3 separate regions of the Sus scrofa genome follow, and all the other regions are linked to region 1. A link is a contact called in public Hi-C and HiChIP or PLAC-seq data. All regions are on one chromosome and are shown on one strand. The core of a region is the stretch at or near the end of the contact, and the rest is flanking DNA. Distances in the headings are between cores, read along the strand shown.

What was found. Hi-C and Micro-C count contacts between places; a contact is called where the count stands out from the background. HiChIP or PLAC-seq counts read pairs in DNA pulled down with a chosen protein or histone mark.
Region 2: a contact with region 1 is called in an H3K27ac HiChIP or PLAC-seq map of skeletal muscle, with 5 times the contacts expected there. The contact joins the enhancer-like site here to the promoter of LOC110261212 in region 1. A contact is called at or near these places in 2 of 5 promoter capture datasets (fetal skeletal muscle and liver), 11 of 47 Hi-C or Micro-C datasets (embryonic fibroblasts, epiblast stem cells, fetal heart ventricle and 5 more) and 1 of 2 datasets of contacts at active chromatin or transcription factors (skeletal muscle).
Region 3: a Hi-C map of liver shows a contact between it and region 1, with 4 times the contacts expected there. The contact joins the promoter of APRT here to the promoter of LOC110261212 in region 1. A contact is called at or near these places in 1 of 5 promoter capture datasets (liver) and 1 of 47 Hi-C or Micro-C datasets (liver).

Annotation. Positions count from the first base shown.
Region 1 is chr6:1,151,594-1,154,909 of Sscrofa11.1, forward strand. It overlaps LOC110261212 (basic proline-rich protein-like), which reads left to right and starts at 1,776. Exons shown (of 1, transcript XM_021096490.1): 1 at 1,776-2,567. The coding sequence starts at 1,776. The coding sequence ends at 2,567. ZFPM1 (zinc finger protein ZFPM1) reads right to left here and starts at 2,379. Exons shown (of 11, transcript XM_021093668.1): 1 at 1,738-2,379. The coding sequence starts at 1,777.
Region 2 is chr6:1,475,964-1,479,279 of Sscrofa11.1, forward strand. All of the region lies in intron 1 of BANP (BTG3 associated nuclear protein), which reads right to left. Among named protein-coding and RNA genes, the nearest start is that of BANP, 18 kb to the right of the region's middle. Within about 2 kb of position 1,553, at least 19 of the 83 cell types and tissues checked have an H3K27ac peak or open chromatin away from gene starts, as enhancers often do. A contact at or near this core is called in fetal skeletal muscle, skeletal muscle and subcutaneous adipose tissue, where this site is marked.
Region 3 is chr6:888,495-891,810 of Sscrofa11.1, forward strand. APRT (adenine phosphoribosyltransferase) reads left to right here and starts at 1,778. Exons shown (of 4, transcript XR_002344435.1): 1 at 1,778-2,545; 2 at 2,648-3,316. It overlaps GALNS (galactosamine (N-acetyl)-6-sulfate sulfatase), which reads left to right. Exons shown (of 14, transcript NM_213955.1): 14 at 768-1,643. The coding sequence ends at 854.

The DNA.
Region 1 (3,316 bases), core at 526-3,025:
CTTAACGCGCCAAGATCTGCCAGGAGGAGGAGGCGCCCGAGGCCGCGGGCCGAAGGGAGGGCGCCCCAGCCCCGCCTCCCAGGGCCGGCCCCCTCCCCAGCCCGGTTCCCCGGCGCGCTGAAAGTGGGCAGCGGGGGCTCGCCCCTGCGCCCGCTTTGGTCCCTGTCCCAAACGCGCGCGGCTCGGTGGACCGGGCTGAGCCCGGGCGCTCGCCCTGCTCTGGGCCTTATCGGTGCTGGCGATCGGTTCCCAACCTGCGATCTCTCTGCCCGCGCTATCTGCATTTCTCATCACGCTGAAACACATACACACACGCACACAGGAGAACAGACCCAACAGACGCACACAGGGGAGGAGGGGAAAAAGAAACCAGAGAACCAGCGCAGATCGGGACCTGTGGGTGGTTTTAATACTTGAGTTGACTTGATAGAAGGCGACTTTCGGAAAACAGGTCCCACTTGCACATCGAGGAGTCGGGTTACGGGAACCGGATTGATGCCTGCCTCCCCCTCTCTGGGACCTGGGAGTAGACACTCCCCCAGGAGCACTGCGCATGGGGTCCTGGCGGCAGTGGTCATGTGGACACGAAAGGCAGTGCCGGGGAGTGTGGGGCTGGCCGGTGGTCTGGCCTCCCTCTTTGCCTTCCCAGCAGTCCCCAGGACCTGCCCCTCTAGTCTGGGACATGTGCCCCCCCGCCCCCTCCCCACCAAAGCAAGTCCCCCGCCCTGGCTTTGGCTGCAGAGATGCGAAGTTACTCCTGGCGTGGGGTGGGGAGCCCTGTTTCCTGTGCGCTGCCCTGGCTCGGGCTGCTCGAGCAGCCAGGCGGCCCCAAGAGTGCGGGGCCCTCTTATCTCGAGGGCATCAGCAATGTGGACACAGCGGCCGCCTGCCCCCACCCCCGGGAGTGGCCTACAAGCTGGATAGGTGAGAAACTTGGACACGGAGAGGCGACCCTGGCCCAAGATGCAGTCCCAGGAGACCCTCCCTGACTTGGAGCAGTCGCTCAGCTAGGAGTGTGTGACCACAAGCTGCGGAGCACACAGTGCCTGTGCAGTCCTTGCCGGGACACAGGGAGGGCGGGACCTCCAAGAAGCTGTCCCCAGGCAGGGAAGGCTCCAGCGTCGAAGCGGCTGGAGCCCAGCGCACAGGCTGCGATAGCTACCTTCCCCAGCCTCCAAGGCACCAGGTTCTGGGCCGGCAGGAGTGGCGCTGGGCGCCAGCGGGTCCCACCACTCAGCCTTGCGCTTCCACACAGTCCCGAGTGCCCTGTCTCCCTCCCAGGTCTCTCTCTTTCTCCCTCTAGATACAAAGCCTGGGAGAGTCAACCGGCCGAGATAAGATCACAATTTCAGCCCGTCCCGACAGAGCGATCTTATCAGGATGGGACTTGCAGAATGGAATATTTTAAACTTTATCTGAGCCCGGATCGGGGCCGCCTTATCGCCGCACCATCTCGGGGAGGCGGGGGGAGGGGCAGCCGCGAGGTGGCCGCGCCCCCAGCCACCCCGTTCCGGCCCTCTGGGCGGACCCCCTCTCCAGGCCGGACCTCCAGTGCGGGAGCCGAGACGCGGGGGCCCGGCCCGCCGGCGGAGATTAGATTACGGCGCGCTTGGCACACAGCGCGGGGGGCGCGGCGCAGGGTGAAGGTCGCGGGCGCCGCAAGAAGAGCTGGGCGGACCGGGGGCGGGCCGGCGGGGGCCGGCGGGGGTCGGGGCGGGCGGGCAAAGTTTGACTCACGCTTGATCTGCCGGGGGTTGCTCTGTTTCCTCCTGGACATGTCTCCGGCGCCGCGCGCCCTCCCGGCGGCCGCCTCTAGCCCCTGGCGGGCGGCGGCGGGCGGCGGGGGCGCGGCGGGGCCGCGGGGCGGCTCATGCCCCCGGCCCCCGGGCTCCGCGGCCGCCCTGGCCCGCGCCCCCAGCCCGCCGCGTTCGGCCCGGCGCCGCTGCGGAGGCCGGAGGATCGGGCCTGCGTTACGGCCGCGCGGACCGCCAGGGGCGGCGGGCTCCTGCCGGCTCCCTGGCTCCCGCGCAGACGCCGCCGCCGCCGCTGCGCTGCTCTCCTCAATGGAACCTGCGGGCAGCGCGCGGCGAACCCGGCGGCCTCGGCCTGGACGCTCAGGGCGTGCGGGCGGGGCGTGCGCGTCACGGGCGCCGCGCCTCCGGGCCCGCCCCCATCCGCTTGCCCCGCCCCCGGCGCAGCGCCCCGCCCCCGGGCGGACCTCTCGTCCCCTCGTCCGTGGCCCCGCCCCGCCCCGGCTGGCCCCGCCCCGAGGCCCTGGCGGGCCCTTGGACTGGCCTAGCTTCCCCGCCGCCACGGCCCTGCCCCGCCTGCTCGCCCCGCCCGCAGGGAGCTGGCCCCGCCCCGACACTCGGCCCCCTGCCCTGGGTGGACCTGTGGCCTCCTTAACGCCTCGTTCGGCCCTGCCGCTTTGTCCCCAGGCGCAGCTGAGATCCAGTGAGTCCCGCCGCTCCGTAGCACCGTGTCCGACCGGGCTCCAGGCCTCCCTGGACCCGTCCCCCGACGCCAGCTCCACCCCTAAGTCTGACCTGACCTTATTCGGCCCCTAGGCCCCGCCCAGACCACGCCCCAACGCCACGGCTCCGACCTCCACGGGCCGTGACCCCGCCCCTCTGCTCTGTAACTCCGCCCCCAGCGAAGGAGTCCGCCCCGCACTCCCAGTCACTGCGACTTGCCCCCTCCGCCACCGGATGGGGGACAGTGAACCCCGGGTCTGGAAGCCTTTGGAGACTTTGACGGCCCATGTTGTCTTGGACCAGATCTGGGGTGTGGAGCGGGCTGTGGCAGGATGGGGCTTCCGCCCAACATCCCCGGCTCTAGCTCCAGGAGAGTGGGGGTTTTGGGGTCTTCTTCTCTTGGGCTCAGATCTGGCTGGAAATCGGGGAGGGTGCAGAAGCCAGAGGCCTGTACCTGCTCCCCCGCCGCAGACTCCAGGCCTTGCTTCTCCAGGGCGCCCCTGCTGGAGGCCCAGGAAGGAGGCCCCTCTGCAGGCTGGGCAACCCCCACGCCCAGTCCCCGTCGGAAGGGAGCGAGGTCCCCAGGTCAGTACTGCCTGTTCTAGCTGGGAGGCACGGAAACCGACTCTGCTGTCCTGGGGATATGCTCATGGGGTCCCAGGGGCCCACCGCTTTCCAGGGAGGCTCAAGGTCACACAGCATCAGAGCTGTCCCTGGAGATCTACTGTATTCTTTTATCCTTTTGGCTTTAATTTGGGGTTGGTCCCCGTCCCATATTCACAAGAAACAGGACATTAGCACGGCTTGGGGGCTAATGAGGAGACATTTGCAAAGAGGATGCC
Region 2 (3,316 bases), core at 303-2,802, 320 kb after region 1:
TCTAAAAAAAAAAAAAAGACAAAAAAAAAAAAAGCAAACAAACTCCTTTGATCTTTGTGTGTGTGTGTGTGTGTTTTATTTTTTTAGGGCCACACCTGCAGCATATGGAGGTTCCCAGGCTAGGGGTCTCATCAGTGCTGTAGCCACCGGCCTACACCACAACCACAGCAACACAGGATCCGAGCCACATCTGTGACCTACATCACAGCTCATGGCAACGCCAGGTCCTTAGCCCCCTTAGCGAGACCGGGGATCGAACCCGCAACCTCGTGGTTCCTAGTCGGGTTGGTTTCTACTGCGCTACGATGGGAACTCCTGTGTGCATTTTTTTTATCCTGTGCATCATCACCTCTTCAAAAAATAAAAACTCCTTTTAAAAACAGTCAGGCAATAAATATTTAGGCATAAACCATGGGGGAATTCTCGATTCCAACCTCCCCGGCATGCAGCGCAACTCTCTCAGTCCAGGCGCCTGCTTGGCCTCAGCCGAGCCCCAGGACTCGGAGGCAAGCAGGACTCGCCAGGCCTGCAAGGGCCACGCCAAGCCTGCGTCTTCTGAAAGGGACCTCCGGGCAGATTAACTGTGGTCAGCTTGAGGACCAAGACCACTCATGCCATAAACGCCTTCTTTTTTCCAAACTAAGAACCAAAGCAAACCTGCTGTTTTTATTCTTTCTGCACGCTCAGCACGTGGAAATTCCCAGGCCAGGGACCGAACCCACGTCACAGCTGCCGCACCACTGGATCCTTAGCCCGCTGCGCCCCAGGGCAACTCCCAGAGCGGGGGTTATCAAAGGGTACACTGGACTCCTTGACGAGGCGCTGACCCTCAGAGAACGCCAACCGGCCAGTCTTTGGACGGGGGAGCTTCAGATGTTTTATGGTCACACACTGTTTTCAGAATCCAAGTTTTAAAAGCTGCAGATGCCTTTCCAGGAAAAAAGCACAGAGAGAGCCAATCTGCCCAGCTTCACAGACCGCTGGCGGCCCAGCCGGGACCTGCTCTCCCCGAGGCTCACAGGGAGCGCCCGAGGCCGCCGGCACGCAGCCAGAGGACGGCCGGCCTCTCGGCAGCTGGTGCGCACGTGGCCACGTGACCTGCTCCGGCCGGGGGGCTGCAGGGCAGCTGCGACGCCCCCGCCTCCTCCTCCTGCTCCGCGCCCGCCTGCCGCCGCCGGCCGCCAGAAGAGGGCGTGGGAGCCGGGGCCTGGCGGCTCCAGAGCGCCACACGGTGCTGCGTGGACAGCCCGCCTCGGCCTTCCGACCCGAGGAAAATCCCCAGCCACCTGCTTCGGGCGAGGTACTCTGGGATCCGCGGCGCGCAGCCAGGCCCAGCCTCCGAGATCCGCCCTGAGGCCCCCTCACCACGGCCCCGGGTCCACGGGTCCCAGGTTGGACCCCCGCCCCTCACGTGGGCAGTGGAAAGTTCTCAGGTGCCCAAGCCAAGCTCTCCCTGGGTTCTAAGAGCTCCGCGAGTGGCTGGAGAAGGTCCTCCAAGCGCACCATGAAATCCCAACTCCTACCCTCTTCCAAGTGAGGACACCCCACGTTCTCCAAGCTGTTTACTCAATGTGCTTCTGCTGCCAGGACAGAGTCATTTAAAATTCTGCTAACTGTGAGGGTTTGAACAGAAAAAACTGGGGCAATGAGCCCAAGAAAACTGGAACAGAACGATGCCTGCGGTTGCCACTTTGGCAAATGAAATTTGCCATTTCTCAGAAGTCCTGGAGGTGGTCCAGTCTTCGTATCACAAAGCAGCTGGACCGCGATGGGCGCCCACACCGTCTCTCAGGGCAACGGCCACAGGCTTGGGAAGGGAGCGCCTGGCAGGCGGCACCTGGAGGAAGCACCCACGGACCAAACTCAACCACCCAAGTGCTCCGTCCTGGGGATCTGGGCGGGTGCGCCAGCAAACGACAGCACCGCCAGACAGAGCCGGCGCCCGCTCTCGCGGACGGAGAGGCCTCCAGAGTGTAACACCCACAGAAAGGAGGAAAGAGGAAAGCCGCGGGGACGTGCAGCTACTCGTCCCTGTGCGCGTACGCGGACCGCCACGCACGGAGCCAAGGAGACCCACGGGGAGGGCACGGATGACACAAAGCAACCCTCGTCCTTTATCCTCCTGGACTGCTGCGTCTTCCGTAAACACGTACTGTTTCTTCATCACCTGTGAAACTGTTTCTAAAGCAAAGACGAAGCACAGAGACGAGGCCAACCATGCACCCAGACAGAGATGAGGGAGCCGTCCTCCAGCCCGCCTCGCACCCACGCCCGCTCCCCCGCCTGCAAGGCGGTGCATCCACAGCCAGGACCACAGGTGCAGGTGTGCCAGGCCCTGCCCTGGGATGGCTCGTGCTCCTGGACCATGGGTCAGACTCTCTTCTCCGCTCTAAATTCCAGTTCCTTCTGCCCCTGGCTGGGGGCACCATGCGTCCTCTGCTCCATTGGTTCCCGGGAGCTCAGCCTCCCCTCCCGTGGCTGCTGGCCTTGCTCTCCCCCAGCCCTCCTCTCAGCCCCCCATGCCAGCCCCGGGCCTCGCCAGTGGCCCCCTGGCGGCCACCACCACCCACCCCTCCACCTGCGCCCTCTGCCTGAGACGTGCCTACAATGCTGCCCGCTTCCTGTCCTCACAGTCCCTCTAGAACCAGCCAATGTGCCCTTAAGCCACCTACCCACCAAACTGCCCCGTGCAGGTATCTCATGCCGGAGCCCTGCCCGCTGCAGCACCGGCCCAGGGCTCACTCTGGCCTCCCACCCCCAGCCCAACTCCCCAGAGGTCCTAGCCCTCAGCCCGACACAGAGCGCAGCCGGGCGCCAGACCTCTTTCACTTGCCCTGAAACACCCTCTACCTGTCAGGCGCCACCTCTTCCGGGAGCTCCAGAGCCACTCGACGAACGGCCTGGGGCTGCCTCCCGGGGGCTGTCTAGTCTCGAGGGAACGTGCCCAAACCAAAGGTGTCCCTCTGCACACCGACCCGCACCTATGACCACTCAGGCGTCCCGCCCGGAGCTGCAGGCCCTGCTGGCCTCCGCCACCCGCCCTGCCGGCACGGCCTCCTCTCTTCTCACGCTGGCCTCATCCTCGCACACCCGGATCCGCACCAGCCCCTCCTGGGCTCCCCCCCCCCGGGCCCCCAGGTTTTGGGGCGGTGGTAGAGCCCATCAAAGTGCCCAGCCAAAATGCCGGCACCAGCCTGCCTGTCCCTGCACCCCCCGGGTCCCCGCTGGGCTCCCCACTGCCAGCTCAGCTCTCACTCCCGATGACCCTTGGCCTCTGCTCCAGCGGCTCCTCACAGCCGCCGACCCACAGCCACGG
Region 3 (3,316 bases), core at 528-3,027, 260 kb before region 1:
TCGCTTATCCGGAGCAGCCGGCGAGGGCTCCGGTGGTGTCCTCTGCTCCCAGGGCTGCAGCAGACCCCCTCCGTGACGCCAGCCCCGCTTCCTGCGCCCTCGCTGCCCCCCTCTGCTCTGCTTCCTGATCTACATCCGGCCCTGCAGGGTGGCCTGCGTGACCCCAGGGCCACCTGGCACCATCCAGGGCAGGAGAGGGCGTGACCCATGGCTCTCGCCGGCTCCGAAGCTCCGATTCTGTAACACAGGAGCCTCTGAGGGCCTGGCCGGGGACCGTTCTATGGATGACTGTGGACGGGGACACCTGGGTAGGGGGGACGAGGCGACACCACGAGGGCTTCCTCCCCGGGGGCATGAGAGTTCCCTTTCGTTGCGGGGAAAACATCGCCACACAAAGCAGGTGTGCCCGGGAAGGTGCTGGGGAGCCCTCACACAACAAGCAGTCTCTCCCTGGGCATCCGGGCCCAGCCTGCAGAGTTTTCCTTGGGAAGTCTGGGCCAGCGCCTCAGCAGCCTGGCTCCTTCTCTGCTACAGCGGCCGTGGAGGCCGAGGCTGTGCGCAGCTTGCTCACCCCTCCTGTTCAGCAGCAGACGGCCGTTAACAGCGGGCTGCTGGCTGCTGCGCCGGCCTCAGGCGCTGGGTTGCTTCCAGGCGGTGCCCGCTGGCTTGCACCCCACAGCTGTGGAGGTGGGGCAGGAATGGGAACTGCTGAGTCCAGAAGGGCTTAAATTAACTGCATGTTCTCTTTCTGAATTTTCATTCCCCAGAACTGGGCGCCCCCGGGCTGTGAAAAGCTGGGGAAGTGCCTCACGCCCCCGGAATCTGTCCCGGAAAAATGCTCCTGGCCCCACTAGCACCTGCTGGGCTGAAGCCACGTCCGGGATCTCCCCAGACCTGCAGCTGCCAGAGGCTCTGGCCTCTGGGCTCCAGGGCTGCCCTCTGCCCTGCCCAGTGCCAGCCTGCGCCACCTGCAGCCAGCAGCGGGACCTGCAAGGCCATGCCTGCGCGAGCCCGGGCCCTAGAGTCACTCCCTCTCAGCCTGCCGGATTCAGGCTGCCTGATTCTGCCACCTCTGGCCGCCATCAGCCCCTGAACCAGATGCTGCCTGTCTCACAGGCTCCCCCTCTGCTCCACCTGCCTTCCTGGCCGGACCGATCCAGGGCCCAGAGCGTGTGACTTGCTCTGGCTGCCCCAGCAGTCCGTGGTGTCAAGGAGGGTAGCTGTGCCAGTCCTGTGTCACCCCTTGCCATTATGCAGGGGGGGTGCCCTGGCCCCACCCCCCATGATGGGGGTTTGTGAACATGGACGGGGGAGCAGACCAAGATCCTCCCTGACCTGGATCCTCGGCAGCCAAGGCTTCCCGAGGCCGGTGGGGACAGCTGATGCCACCACCTCACCCCTGACGCCAGCACACTCTGGGCCTGTCAGTGCCTCACAGCTGCCCTGCTTGCCCTCCTCCCCTTGAGCCCAGGGTGGCAAAGCTTGACGATGAGCCTGGGCAGGTCTGTGCAGACTCCAGCCACCCCACCCTGAAAGCCTGGGGACCATATTTCCATTCTGCAGGTTGTCAGGCCAACTCTGCTGTTTTTAAGACTTGGGAAATTTTGAAAAAGCAGTTCTAGAATACAGGAACAGGCATTTTAGCTCTGGTTTGTTTTCTTTTTAGTGAGATGCGCTTTGGGGGCAGTTGTTGCCTCTGGTATGGTGGGGGCTGGAGTGGGCCGGGCCAAGCATCCCCCCCACTCCCCCGCTCCCCCGCTCTCCCAAGAGTCCAGCAGGTCTGGGAAGGGCTTCCACTTCTCCCTCGCCCCTGCCCAGGCCATTGGTCCTTCGAACTGCTCACCGCCTCGGGCCCTCCCCTCAGGCTTCCGCACCGCTCTCCTGCTCTGAACCCCTCCTCGGTTCCCCAGGCACTCGGCGCGCTCCTGGGGGAAGGCCCGGGCCGTGCCCTGTGTGCACACGCGCCCGGAATGCGCCCCGCCTCCCCGCCAATCCGCCCCGTGCGCGCGCCCCCCTCGCAGAACGCTGCAGGCGCTGAGCCGAGACCCGGGAGGGAAGGGAAAGCCGGTGCCCGCCCGAAACCTGGGGTGCCGGCCGTAACCACACCAAAGACCTGCGAGCAAGCGCCCTCGACTCGGACAAAACCTGATGAGGCTTTCCCCGAGAGCCCGGCCGGGCCCGCGCAGACGTCCCTGGGGCGGAGACGCCTCTGAGGAAACTAGCTCGAGTCTCAAAAAGGCTGGCACCTGAGATTCGATGAAATACGGTACTTCCTCCAGGGGCCGGCGGGCTCCGCCCCTCGGGCGCAGCCCCTCCCCGTGGCGCCCAGCCCCGCTCCTTCCGCACAGGCGCGGGATCGCGGAGCTCGCGCCCCGCCGCGCCCCTGGCGCTCCGCCCACCCCTCCTGCGCAGGCGCGGAGCCGCCGGGCCCGCCGCTCGTGCTCAGGACACGCGCGAACGCGGCGATGGCGGATCCTGAGCTGCAGCTAGTGGCGCGGCGTATCCGCAGCTTCCCCGACTTCCCCGTCCCCGGCGTGCTGTTCAGGTACGGGCAGCCGGGCCACGTGGGGCTGCGCGGCCCGGGCTGTCGGGGCGCGGGGGGTTCCGCGTGGGCTTGAGAGTCACCAAGCCCGTCCTTGCGTGCCAGGGATATCTCGCCTCTCCTGAAGGACCCCGACTCCTTCCGCGCCTCCATCAGTCTGTTGGCGAATCACCTGAAAAAGGCCCACGGGGGCAGGATTGACTACATCGCGGGCAAGTGGAGCGGCCGGCGTCCGCCGGGTCCCCGCGGCTGCTCACCGCTGTCACGCCCCGTGAGGGCGCAGCATCGGGGGCTCTTTTTCTTGGGCAGGGCAGGCGCGGGGAGGGTGGTCCCACCGCTTCTGCTGGCGGGAGGACGGGGGCGGCGTGTCGGGGGTCCTTCGGGGAACCCGCCGGGGCCGCGAAGGCGTGTGGGTTGTCATAACAGGCCTGCTGCCCCCCCTGGCAGCTCGGAGAGGGGTGGTAGCCCCGCACCCCCGGGTTCCCGGTCCCCAGCCCTGGAAAGGTGGGGCCGCAGGGAACTGCCCTGGGAATGTGCCCAGAATCCACCGGGGCCAGCCCGCTTTCCCGTTCCCCTTCTGTCATCGCGTATTGCGCGCACGCAGACCCTCGCCCCGGTGGAAGGTTTTAGGCAAGCCCAGGCCTGGGAGGACCCTGGCAGGTGGTGTCCCTCCTTGAGCGCCCCGCCCCTGATCCTCCGGTCGCTCCCGGAGGGCCTGAGGGGCCCCCGTATTGGCCTGAAGGCAGGGAGAGGCTGCGACTGGCGAATCCTGTG